Regions from separate parts of the Sus scrofa genome. Here all the other regions are linked to region 1. A link is a contact called in public Hi-C and HiChIP or PLAC-seq data. All regions are on one chromosome and are shown on one strand. The core of a region is the stretch at or near the end of the contact, and the rest is flanking DNA. Distances in the headings are between cores, read along the strand shown.

Region 1 (3,580 bases), core at 371-2,870:
ATCTCCCACAACTGTCACTCTAGCTTACTGCGCCAGAGCTACACTGTTACTTGAACACACGGCATTCTCTACCTAAGAGCCTCTCCACTGGCTGCCTATTTCCTGGAATACTTTTTCTCCAACATCTGCATGGCTCATCCTTTCTCACTCTCAAGTGAAAAATAGTCTCATTATTATCTTCCCTACCAACTCTGGCCATGTCCCTCTAAATTACATCCACCACTATTACGAGCATCTCCAGTGTTCATCACCATGCTCATTTTTCCCCTACAGCATTTAACACTTTCAAATATTATGCATATTATAATAATATGCTAATTATTTACTGTATAACTCCCTCAAGAGTATGTAAGACCTGATAGGGCAGGGATTAGTGTCTGTTTTGTTCAAGGATATACCCCAAGGGACCAGGTATATGCATAGCATATTATTGTTAAATATTTCTTTAAACAATTTATTTAAATAATTTATTTAAATATTTATGGTATTATTAAATATTTGTTGAATGAATAAATAAACTTAAAAAGCAGAACTTATCCAGTGGCCAGTATCAAATAAAAATTTATTAATGCCTAAAAAGCTGAATTTATTTATTTCTCCATTCTTTCAACAAATATTGAGTTCCTTCTCTTTGCCAGGCACCACAGCAGACACTGAGGATATTCAAAACAGACAAGGCCCTGTTGACACTGAGCTCACTTACGACTTTCTGTGTCTCCTCCTAGCACTTTAAAAAAATGGTATAATTCTTTGGAGTTCACACTGTGGTGCAGTGGGTTAAGAATTCAACTGCAGTGGCTCAGATCACCCTGCGGCTTGGTTTCAATCCCCTGCCCAGCGCAGTGTGCCAAAGGCAATGTAGTCTCCACTGAGGCTCAGACTCAATCCCTGGCCTGGGAACTTCCATATGCCATGGGTGTAGCCATAAAAAAAAAAGTATAATTCCTGTAATAATAAATGTTATAAAGACAATACAATGCATAAGTAAATGTGTTAATGATTAGGGACAGAGAGCTTCCTTCAACTAGAATAGAGTGTAAAGCCCTCTGGGAAGAGATGTTATTTAAGGTAAAACCAAAATAAGTAGAAGTCAGTCACAAAGAAATCTGGGGTGAATATTTCAGAGACAAAACATATAAAGCTTTAAAGGGGAGGGGGAACTTATGAATTCAAGAAAAAAAAAATAGCTGATACGATCTGAAGGTAGTGGTAGAGAAGCAGATATGGTGGGGAGGCAGTCTACCTCCACTGTGGGGCCCTAAATCCACCCTGACATTTTTAGCAATTTAGACGCATCTTAGAATGTTATTTTTATATCACCTCTCTCTTGTGCTCTTCTCTCTTTTCCCACTGGGGAAAATGCCAATGGTACTGAGTGTCAGTACCAGTGAGTCAAAATCTGAGAAGCCTGTTCCTTAGCAGACCTGGTACTTTTGTGCAAATCAAAAAAAGTTGGACTTTCCTTGTAACATTTTCTGTCATATATTAAAATATATATATGTGATAAATAAGCATATCTGCAGTTCACTTGCAGTTGTGTCGTGCAACATGCACAGCAGCATGTAGGGCCCTAGTTGCAAACCAAAGTGGTTCCATTTTTCCTCTGCTTCAAATACTGAATGCTGTAGATGCTAAATATACACACAGTTCTGGATACTTTGCTATTATTAGTATTCAGCATTAACTACGGTTGGCTACTGATTCTTAGCATTAGCCTCAGGTGAAAAGGAATGAGTACTCTTTGAGAATCAGTCATTGGAGAAAATACTATGTGCACGCTCAAAAGATGCAGATTCAAGGGGCTGTAGGCATGAATGTACTTCTGTAAAAGTGGATAAAGCCGTGACTATATCATCAAGTGTTAGAAGTACTGATTATCACACAGTCTATCTGAAAAGCTGTATATTAGAATAATCTATTCTACCTTTTGAAAACTTTGACCTATATTATTTCATGTGACTCCTGGGTTATCTTAATTTAGTAGTTTTAGGTTTCCTTTAAATAAAATAAAGGATATTTTGGTGGAGTAATATATTCTGCAAAACCATTTTCAAGTTTAATCCCAAAGGGGGCCATTTTCATTATCTAGGCTTCAGTTTCCTAATTTATGAAACGGAAAAGTATGTGTCTTCATCTTCATGAGAAATAATCTGTGATACTATGTCCTTTCTAGATGAAGAGCATTCATATGCCACATCAATATGATTAAAATTAATAAGCAACTAATAATATTCATAAAGGAGATGGTGCCTGAAAGAACGTGTCCAGCAATGAAGGACTGCCACCTAGTGTTCAATGTGGGTTTCAGCATATCCAGGCCACACAACCATTTAACAAACACCTCTCAACCATAGCCCTGTAATTATGTATTAAATCATGGTAATTCTGCAGAGGGCCTAGTTCAGTGTCAAAATATGAATTATGACTTTTTGAATAAAATTTGTATCACTCATATGCTCTATAAATTGAGTTTACAAAAGGAAGTAAACAGTCTTCACTTCTGACTACAAAAAAAAAAAATTAGAAATTTACTCCTAAAAATTTAAAAAAATAGTAAATATCTTGGCCCCAATTTCAGTAGGCTAGAAAGAGCCTGGGATTTCAGGCTAAACAGATTCAAATCAGAACCCTGTCAGTTAACAGCAGTATAACCTTGGGTGTCTTTTATTTTTATTTTTTTTGTGTGTGTGCGTCTTTTCTAGGGCCGCATCCACAGCATATGGAGGTTCCCAGGCTAGAGGACTAATTAGAGCTGTAGCCGCTGGCCTACACCACAGCCACAGCAATGCCAGATCCGAGCTGCATCTGTGACTTACATCACAACTCACGGCAATGCCAGATCCCCAACGCGCTGAGCAAGGTCAGGGTCGGAACCCGCGACCCCATGATTCCTAGTTGGATTCGTTAACCACTGAGCTACAATGGGAACTCCCTGACGTTGGGTGTCTTTTCAACCTGAGATGGTTTCCTTATATGAAAAGAACTTACAGTAGGCATAAAATAAATGACTATATTAGTTATTAAGAAAAACGGGTTTCTCGTTCTGATTTATAAAGAAGTTAATTTGGTTTTTCATATATTCCTCTCCAGTCAACAGGGCTTTAAGAAATGTTTTAATGAAAAGACAACAATTTCATTTCTCTCTATCCCTTGCATAAAAAAAGGACTTAAACTGAATTTTTTTTGATCCCTGCCCTAACCAATTCCAAGCAAGTTTAAAGCATTTTTTTAGCCACTAAAGAAATTATTGGGTTCAAACAGCAGTTCTTATGAAAGAAGACTAATACAGTGAGTTCTGTTCACTTGCTTTTTAACATCTAATACATTACATAACAGGGTTTTCAACAATTTATAAAAATAATTTTTTAAATCCTGTTAAAATATTTCAAGAATATCTTCCTCATGACATTTAAAAAAAAAAAAAAAAGGATGGGATTAATCCAGTATGTGTGTGTGTTTAATCTTTTTTTCTTACCCTTGAATTAATGTCGTCAAATTTCAATAATTTACCCTTGCAAATTCTCCAAAATTAAGCTTCTTTTGGCTTAATCTTCCCTTTAACATTACAAATTTATTCTTT
Region 2 (3,580 bases), core at 295-2,794, 280 kb before region 1:
AGCTCCCTGGGGATGTAGCTTCTGTACATTGACTGCAGAGGCGCCCCTGCTGATTTCTGCTGTGTCACTGCCTCAAGAGGGATGTGTGAAGCTGCTCAGGGGTTTGGCGGAGGGAGATGAAACCAAGGAGTTTGGCTGTTGATGCACAGGGGATAAAGAAGGGGGAGGGATAAAGGATGCCAAGGATTGCCTGCACCTTCTCGCGATTTATACTAGGCTTTCCAGATCCTTTTTGGCCCCAGGTCTTTTAGAGAAGAACAAAGTGGTCGGTACCCACCCAAGGGGCGTGAAAACCCGTCCCTGAGAACACCAGCCTGGGATTCGACGCCAAGGGGAGTCATTGGTGGCTAGGTCACGTGCAAACATTGTCGCCGCCGGGGTCTAGACTGGTGTGAGCCGCCAGGCAATGCGACTGGTTTCTGAAGGAGCGACCCACTGGGGGCCGGCTGGTCGGCCTCCAACACCTCCTACCCCTTTCAAACCCCGGATCCGGCTTGCCGCCCTGGGTGGGTTTGGCAATTATCCTGCTTGAGGTGGTTCAGGCCGCCCACAAGGAGCATAGCCCGGCAGTCAGGAGCCAGGGCTGCTGGCTGGGCTGGCCTGGAAGGAGAGGGACGGGCCGGAACTGCAACCGCAGTGGCGGGGAGACCGGAGGGGGTGGCAGGTGCAGCAGCAGAGAGGCGGGGCGGAGCTGGGCAGAGTCCCTGATTCTCAGGCGTCCCGGAGTGACCTACCCCCACCCAGCTAGGGCCTAGGAGAAGTGGAAGTGCGGAGAAGAGAGGCTGAGAGTGCACGAGAGGGACTGACTGGATCGGGACAGCCGGGCTGGGGTCCCGAAGGGTCTGCGGGGCGCCAGGCAAGGCAGGTGCGGGTCACCTCACTACGGAAAAGGCGGGTTCGTGCACAGCCCAACGCGAGGAGGGGGCTGTTAGGTGCTGCGGCCTCGCCACTCACAGTTCTCTCCGCCCCTCCCCGCGCCCCCGCTCCCTGGCTCCCTAGACCGCCCCTCACGCCGCTACCGCAGCTCCTTTGTGCCAACCCCGCGCCCGCCCCCTCGGGCCCCAGGCCCCGCCCCCTCCACGCCGGCTATTGGCCCGCCGGGTCGCTAGTGGGCGGGGCGCCCCGTCGCCACGGCGCGGTATATAGTAAAGGTAGGGCGTGCGCCCTCAGCCAATTTCTCGGCTCGTGGCGGGTGGCTGTAGCCTGGGCCCGCAGTCCATTTGTTCGTCCTTCCCTTTGACTTTTCCTTGTCCCCTGCCTGTCTCTGCAGAGGTCACAGGAGGCGGGGGCCGAGCACGCGTCCTCGGTGGCAGCTGGAGTGGCAGCTGCGGGTTTGTGGAGCCCCCGAATCCCCAAGGGCAAGGGGAGCGCGTGGCGGACCAAAGAGGGCCAGTGAGCGGTCGTGCGCCCACCAATAGGTGCGGGGCTCGGAGACGCCCAGCCTGCGCGGTCCCTCCCTCCTCCCTCCGCCCCCGCCGCCGCCGCCTCCCCCTCCTCCCGCTCCTGACTCTGCTCCTCCACCGCGCGTCTGGCACTCTGAAAGCCGCAGCGGCAGCGGCGGGTGCAGCCTGCGGAGAGCCAGGCAGGGGACACTGATCGGCAGGAGAGGACGCAAGAGCGCACGCGGCAATCACCCATCTTCAATCCCCGCAGCAGCTGCTGACCCGCCACCATGGCCCGCGGAAAAGCCAAGGAGGAGGGCAGCTGGAAGAAATTCATCTGGAACTCCGAAAAGAAGGAGTTTTTGGGCAGGACCGGTGGCAGTTGGTGTAAGTATGGGTTTCGCAGCTCTCGCCCCCAGCGCCTTGCCTTTCGGCTCATCCCCCGGGCAGGCTCTGCGGACCGCACCGCGCGCTCCGCGCTGGCAAGGGCGGAGGGTCGGGTGGTGAGCACTGCTACGATCGCGCGGGCCTGGGCTTGCTGTCCTGTATGGAATTCAGAATCCCTGGATAGGCGCGGGCAAGCAGAGGGTTACGTATATTGTAGCGGTCTTGGGAACTTGCAGTTTATATGACATCGCTTGAGCCCTTCGGTCCTGGGCATGGTCGGGCTGTGGGAGACTAGATATGTCTCTTCTTGTAGTCAGGTCCTAAAAAATAAGATTTGAGGCTCTGAAAGAACAGCCTGAGGGTAATCGGACCGAATGCAGGCGAGGTTGTGTGTTAAAGCACCTTTTTTTTCTAGTCTAAATATGTACCTCCAAAGGCCGGCGGCGGGCGGGGGTGGGGTGGGGGTGCGGGGAGCGGTAGTGATGGCAGAATCCATACACACTGCAGTATTTCGTAGCGATGCCCAGAGTTTCCTCCAGTGAACTGCCGTGGAGTCATCACAGCCCAGGAATGACCCAGGAAGCTCCATGTCAGGACTCCGTTTCTGAGCCTTGGCCCCAAAACATGGCAAAATCGGGTTGTTGTCAGTGTCTACAGAGCCAGATGCAGAACCGGGTACGATGAAGGGTTAGTGTGAAATAAATGGCACAAAGGCAGAGGCAGGTCATCTGATACGATTTGGGGCAGCCTGTTGCTTGGCTAAATAGACCCCCTCCCCATTGAAAATTATATTGCTTACTTGTCTTCCACCTCTCTACACAGGAAGGGTGACTTTTTTTAAAAGGTCATTTTGAAGGGCAGTTGTAGGCAAATCTGTAAGAGTCGTGACTGCGGAAGAGAGAGAGAGAGGGAGGGAACTCCCCCCTCCTGCATCACTGCCCCCCCTTCTCTAATATCATCATCACCATCATCATCATCTGCACCACTAGCACCACCACTGCAGCCACTAAGGGAGCCCTGGGTAGGTGCTGATGTGGTGTTCCTGATTGGGAGGATCTGTGAGCATGGGCAGGAGAATGAGTCAGGGAAATATTGCTTGGCTGACATTTTGAAATGGAAGAAGCTAGAATATATGATTTTCTGTAGAGGAAAAAAAAATGCACCCTGTAGTGTGTCTCTTGATTAAAAAGTGAAGGGTTAATAATGCATCACACTTCAAGGTTAGTCAAGGTGAAACCTCATCCCATACCTATGTTGGGAAGAATAGATATCCCTGAGCCATGTTAAATGTAGGTCTTTAAAGTGATGGCTTTTAGCTTGTATTTTATTTTATTTTGGGAAATCTCCATCCTTCAGTGGGCTTACTGCCATAGTTCTCATGCATTAAGTATAGCTCTCTGTGTTTCTTAATGTGGAAGGGAAAGCCTGAAGAACACTGGGTGTGTATAGGGTGAACAGCTCCTGGCCTGGGCCATCTCCTAGCAACTCCTGGTAACTAGTGAGGCCTGAGGGGTGCACTGCGGGACGAGCCTTCTCCCAGATTCACTAGGGGTTCCTACCATAGTGATCTGACTCCGGCCTTGTCATGGGCCAAGGACTGCATTGACTCCAGGCATGTTGTAAAATTTGCCCTCTAGTGTTTTTCCCTCTCATAAAATATATTTCTTTCCTCATTCCGATTCCACAATAATATTTGTTTTAGAGGGTAGGAATGGAAGGACTTGTTCTGTAAGCTGACATTTAATAATGCAGCACCTCCACATAAGAGAGAGTCATTTGTGTCTTGATAGCTCATACAGCAAGGTGTCAAT
Region 3 (3,580 bases), core at 378-2,877, 270 kb before region 1:
TGTCACCTGCTAGGCAGATGGGCCACAGCTGGCATGATTGTGATTTAGGATGCTGGTGTCCCTGCAATCAGCCAGTTCTTCCCTCCTTCCTTCCTGAAGATTAAGCAAGACTAATCAGTGCCTCCAGCACACAGAATACCTGAAAAAGGTTCCAGGCACACCTCTAGCCTGACTGATTCAAATGCATTTGCCCCTGCGTTCTCTGGCTGTCTCTGCTCTGCCTGCCTCTCCCAGAGGCCCCTAGCCTGTGAATGTCCCTCAAGGCCCCATTCTCTCCTGACTCCAGGATTATCCTGGGAGAACGTCCCACCCCCCTCAGTTCTTTCGAACCTCTGGCTCTGGGCCTACCTCTGCATTTCCCTGGGGTCTGGGTCCAGGCAAGTCACCTTGACTTAAGTATCTTGTTTACAGTTCAAACCAGCAATGGGCCTCCCTCCCAGACTTTCTGTATTTCATTGTGGCAGCCCTATTTACCATTCTAGCTCAGGCAGGAAATCCCAAAGGAAGCTTCTACTCACCCCTGTTTATTTTACTTTATTTATGTTTGCATGTATCTGTCATCTTCATTATGTGGCTTCCTTGTACCATAAATGCTCATGATGCCAATTTTCTAACTTAATGTAGAAAAGCATTATTTAGGGTATATTTAAATGGCTTAAGTCATAGAATTTTCTGTGGATTGTGAGCATCTTTAAATTTTTTTTTTTTTTTTAATGGCCTGGGGCATGTGGAAGTTCCCAGGCCAGGGTTGAATCTGAGTCACAGCATTGTGGCAATGCTGGATCCTTTAACCCACTACTCCAGCCCGGGAATTGAACCCAAACCTCTGCAGCAACCTGAGCTGCTGTAATTGGATACATAACCCACTGTGCCACAGCAGGAACTGCTTAAAAAATTTTAAATTATAATAAACTTTTTTTATTTTTAACTGAAGATTTTTTTTTTCTGCTTCTTCCCCTTTGACTCACTTCCATCACTGTTGACAGCTTTTTCTCTTGAATTCCTTAGGTTCTACATCATCCTTTCTGAGGCGATTCTTTTTTTTTTTTTTTTTTTTCCTTTTAGGGCCACCACCATGGCAGTGGAAGTTCACAGACTAAGGGTCGATGGGACCTGCAGATGCTGGCCTGCGCCACAGCCATGAAATGTGGGATCTGAGCCACGTCTTCGGTTTCCACCATAGCTCACAGCAACACCAGATCCTTAAAGTACTGAGCAAGGTCAGGGATTGAACCTGAATCCTCATGGATACTAGTCAGGTTTGTAACCTGCTGAGCCACAGAGGGAACTCCCTGAGATGATTCCTAATGTCACTCGTAGTTTGTCTCAGGCACCCACTCAGCCTAGCTCCAGACCCTCCCATTCCTGGTCTTCATCGCCATCCTTTCCATTTTTCTTGTGAACAGTAAGCATGGAAGAACTTGCCCATTCAGCCCTGAGCTGGGCTTCTCTCATTATACCTGCTTTAGAAGCTCAAGGCCATCCTTAATGATGAGAAGAAAAAAAAAAAAATGGCCATTTAGCACAGCCCCTCCTGAAGCCTGTTTTCAAGCCTCACTAATGGTGCTGCTAAATGCCTACCACACCCTAATCATCCCTTCCACTTTAACTCGGACACTATTTTTATACTTGCATCAGGATTGCCACACTCAGGTTCTGGTTCTCTTAAGCAGTGGTTCTCAAACCAAGAGTGCTTAAGGATCTCTTGTATTTGTTAAGCAGAGATTCTCAAGTCCCACCCTTGGAGGTTGTGACTTAGCAGATCCCAGATGGAGCTTGGGAGGCTGCTTGTTTAACAAGTCCCTAGGTGGGAGTGATGTGGGTACCCTGAAGAGCTGTGATGATGAGGCACCTTTTGTCCCCAATACAAAGAGGGCAGGTCTGGGAGTGGGGATTCAAATAGGGTTGCCAGATTTGCAAATAAAAATACAGGATGCCAGTAACTTTTTAATGTAAGTTTGCCCCAAATATTATATGAGACGTACTTATATAAAAAATTATTCATGGTTTATCTAAAATTCAAATTTAACCCTGCATCTTGTATTTTATGTGGCAGTCCTAGAATAGGATGCCGTCGTGATGGAATCTCCACCCACCGTCTTGGATGGTGCTGTGAAGTGTTGTTCAGATATCTGTTAGGCAGTCCTGCAAATGGCAGAATTTTTTGGAAATTAAAGAATCTAAAAAGTCAGTTAAAGAGCAGAAATCCCAGGTACTCATACTTTGGTTTTTTGCTGAGAATAACCACCTAGGTTTTGAATGGAAAGCAGGAGTGGTGACTACACATAAATTCCATGGTCCTCCAGTTTAGGCTAAAAGATCCAGAGAAATGTCTCTATTGAGTAGGCTTGAGTTGTAAAGTTTGTATAGTCATAAATCAGTTGATTAAAAGGATTATGGAAGAAGACCTTCAGTCTTATGTGCAGTTAGGGAAGGGAAGGCCACCTGCTCCAGATGCTGGCTAACAATGCATTGTTTTTTAACTTGGGCACACAGGAAGAAAGATAACAGGCTTTGAAGTACATCATGCTTGGGTTGGAATTCTGGTTCCACCACTTCCTTTGTGACCTTGGGCCAGGTACTTAACCTTTCCATGCAGCAAGTGTTTTCATTCATAAAATAGAGATATGCCTATCATGAAGTGTTGCTGGGAAAATTAAATGATGTATGATAATAAGGCATAGTCATTGGTACTTAACGTACTTAACCTAAATGCCAGAGAAGGGATTTCACAAGAGAGATAAGAATTTGACCTATTCTTTTTTTTATATTTTTTTATTACTCAAATGAATTTATGACATCTGTAGTTGTATAATGATCATAATCTGATTTCACAGGATTTCCATCCCACAGCCCAAGCACATCCCCCCACCCCCCAAACTGTCTCCTTATTCTTTTCAGTGAAATGGAATTACCAAATACATTTTATGTGTGGAAAGTCTGCTTTTGAATTATCTTGGTTGACTGCCTTCTCACTAATGATTTTCCCTGTGTTTTTCTCACTTTCTCCCTGGTCTAGGATTAACACAGATTCCTCAGAGCCAAAAGACTGAAATTTCTTTTCGTCCTAATGATCCCCAAAGCTATGAATCCTATGTGGTAAGCATAGTGAGGTTCCTGGAGAAGTACAAAGATTTGGCGCAGAAGGATGATATGATTTTTGAAGATTGTGGCAGTAAGTAGACATATTTTAGATGTTTGTGGTTGGTTTATTCTTATTTCCTGTTTCTATTTGGTATTTAATGATTGAAAGATATGCCTGAAATAAGTAAAAGATGGAACTCTGGCCATATTGAGAGGGTCCTTTTTTTAAAAAAAAAACAAAAAAAAACAGGAAGACTTTTTGGGTTGGGCTTGTATACAGTGAAACAAACAGTATAGCCTCAAGTATTACTGTTATTTGCATTTGAAAGGGGTCTTACTTTTGAACATTCCCAGATATCTCTGGTTCTACTCCTCAAAGACCATAGTTAGATCCACCGGTTTTGAGAAGTACAGTTGCTTATATTGTATTGTCCAGATTTCTGAACCATCCCTCCCCCAACCACTAGTCCCTACAGAAGAGTTCACAGGGACTTCT

What was found. Hi-C and Micro-C count contacts between places; a contact is called where the count stands out from the background. HiChIP or PLAC-seq counts read pairs in DNA pulled down with a chosen protein or histone mark.
Region 2: a contact with region 1 is called in an H3K27ac HiChIP or PLAC-seq map of skeletal muscle. The contact joins the promoter of ATP1B1 here to the enhancer-like site in region 1. A contact is called at or near these places in 5 of 47 Hi-C or Micro-C datasets (embryonic fibroblasts, fetal heart ventricle, fetal skeletal muscle and 2 more) and 2 of 2 datasets of contacts at active chromatin or transcription factors (alveolar macrophages and skeletal muscle).
Region 3: a contact with region 1 is called in a Hi-C map of skeletal muscle, with 3 times the contacts expected there. The contact joins two enhancer-like sites. A contact is called at or near these places in 4 of 47 Hi-C or Micro-C datasets (epiblast stem cells, fetal heart ventricle, liver and 1 more) and 1 of 2 datasets of contacts at active chromatin or transcription factors (alveolar macrophages).

What each region holds. Positions count from the first base shown.
Region 1 is chr4:81,652,856-81,656,435 of Sscrofa11.1, reverse strand. The region is part of intron 1 of NME7 (nucleoside diphosphate kinase 7); the gene reads right to left. Among named protein-coding and RNA genes, the nearest start is that of NME7, 15 kb to the right of the region's middle. Within about 2 kb of position 1,620, at least 3 of the 83 cell types and tissues checked have an H3K27ac peak or open chromatin away from gene starts, as enhancers often do. A contact at or near this core is called in skeletal muscle, where this site is marked.
Region 2 is chr4:81,934,979-81,938,558 of Sscrofa11.1, reverse strand. It overlaps ATP1B1 (ATPase, Na+/K+ transporting, beta 1 polypeptide), which reads left to right and starts at 1,544. Exons shown (of 6, transcript NM_001001542.1): 1 at 1,544-1,769. The coding sequence starts at 1,673.
Region 3 is chr4:81,918,373-81,921,952 of Sscrofa11.1, reverse strand. ATP1B1 (ATPase, Na+/K+ transporting, beta 1 polypeptide) reads left to right here. Exons shown (of 6, transcript NM_001001542.1): 3 at 3,020-3,175. Among named protein-coding and RNA genes, the nearest start is that of ATP1B1, 17 kb to the left of the region's middle. Within about 2 kb of position 1,627, at least 8 of the 83 cell types and tissues checked have an H3K27ac peak or open chromatin away from gene starts, as enhancers often do. A contact at or near this core is called in skeletal muscle, where this site is marked.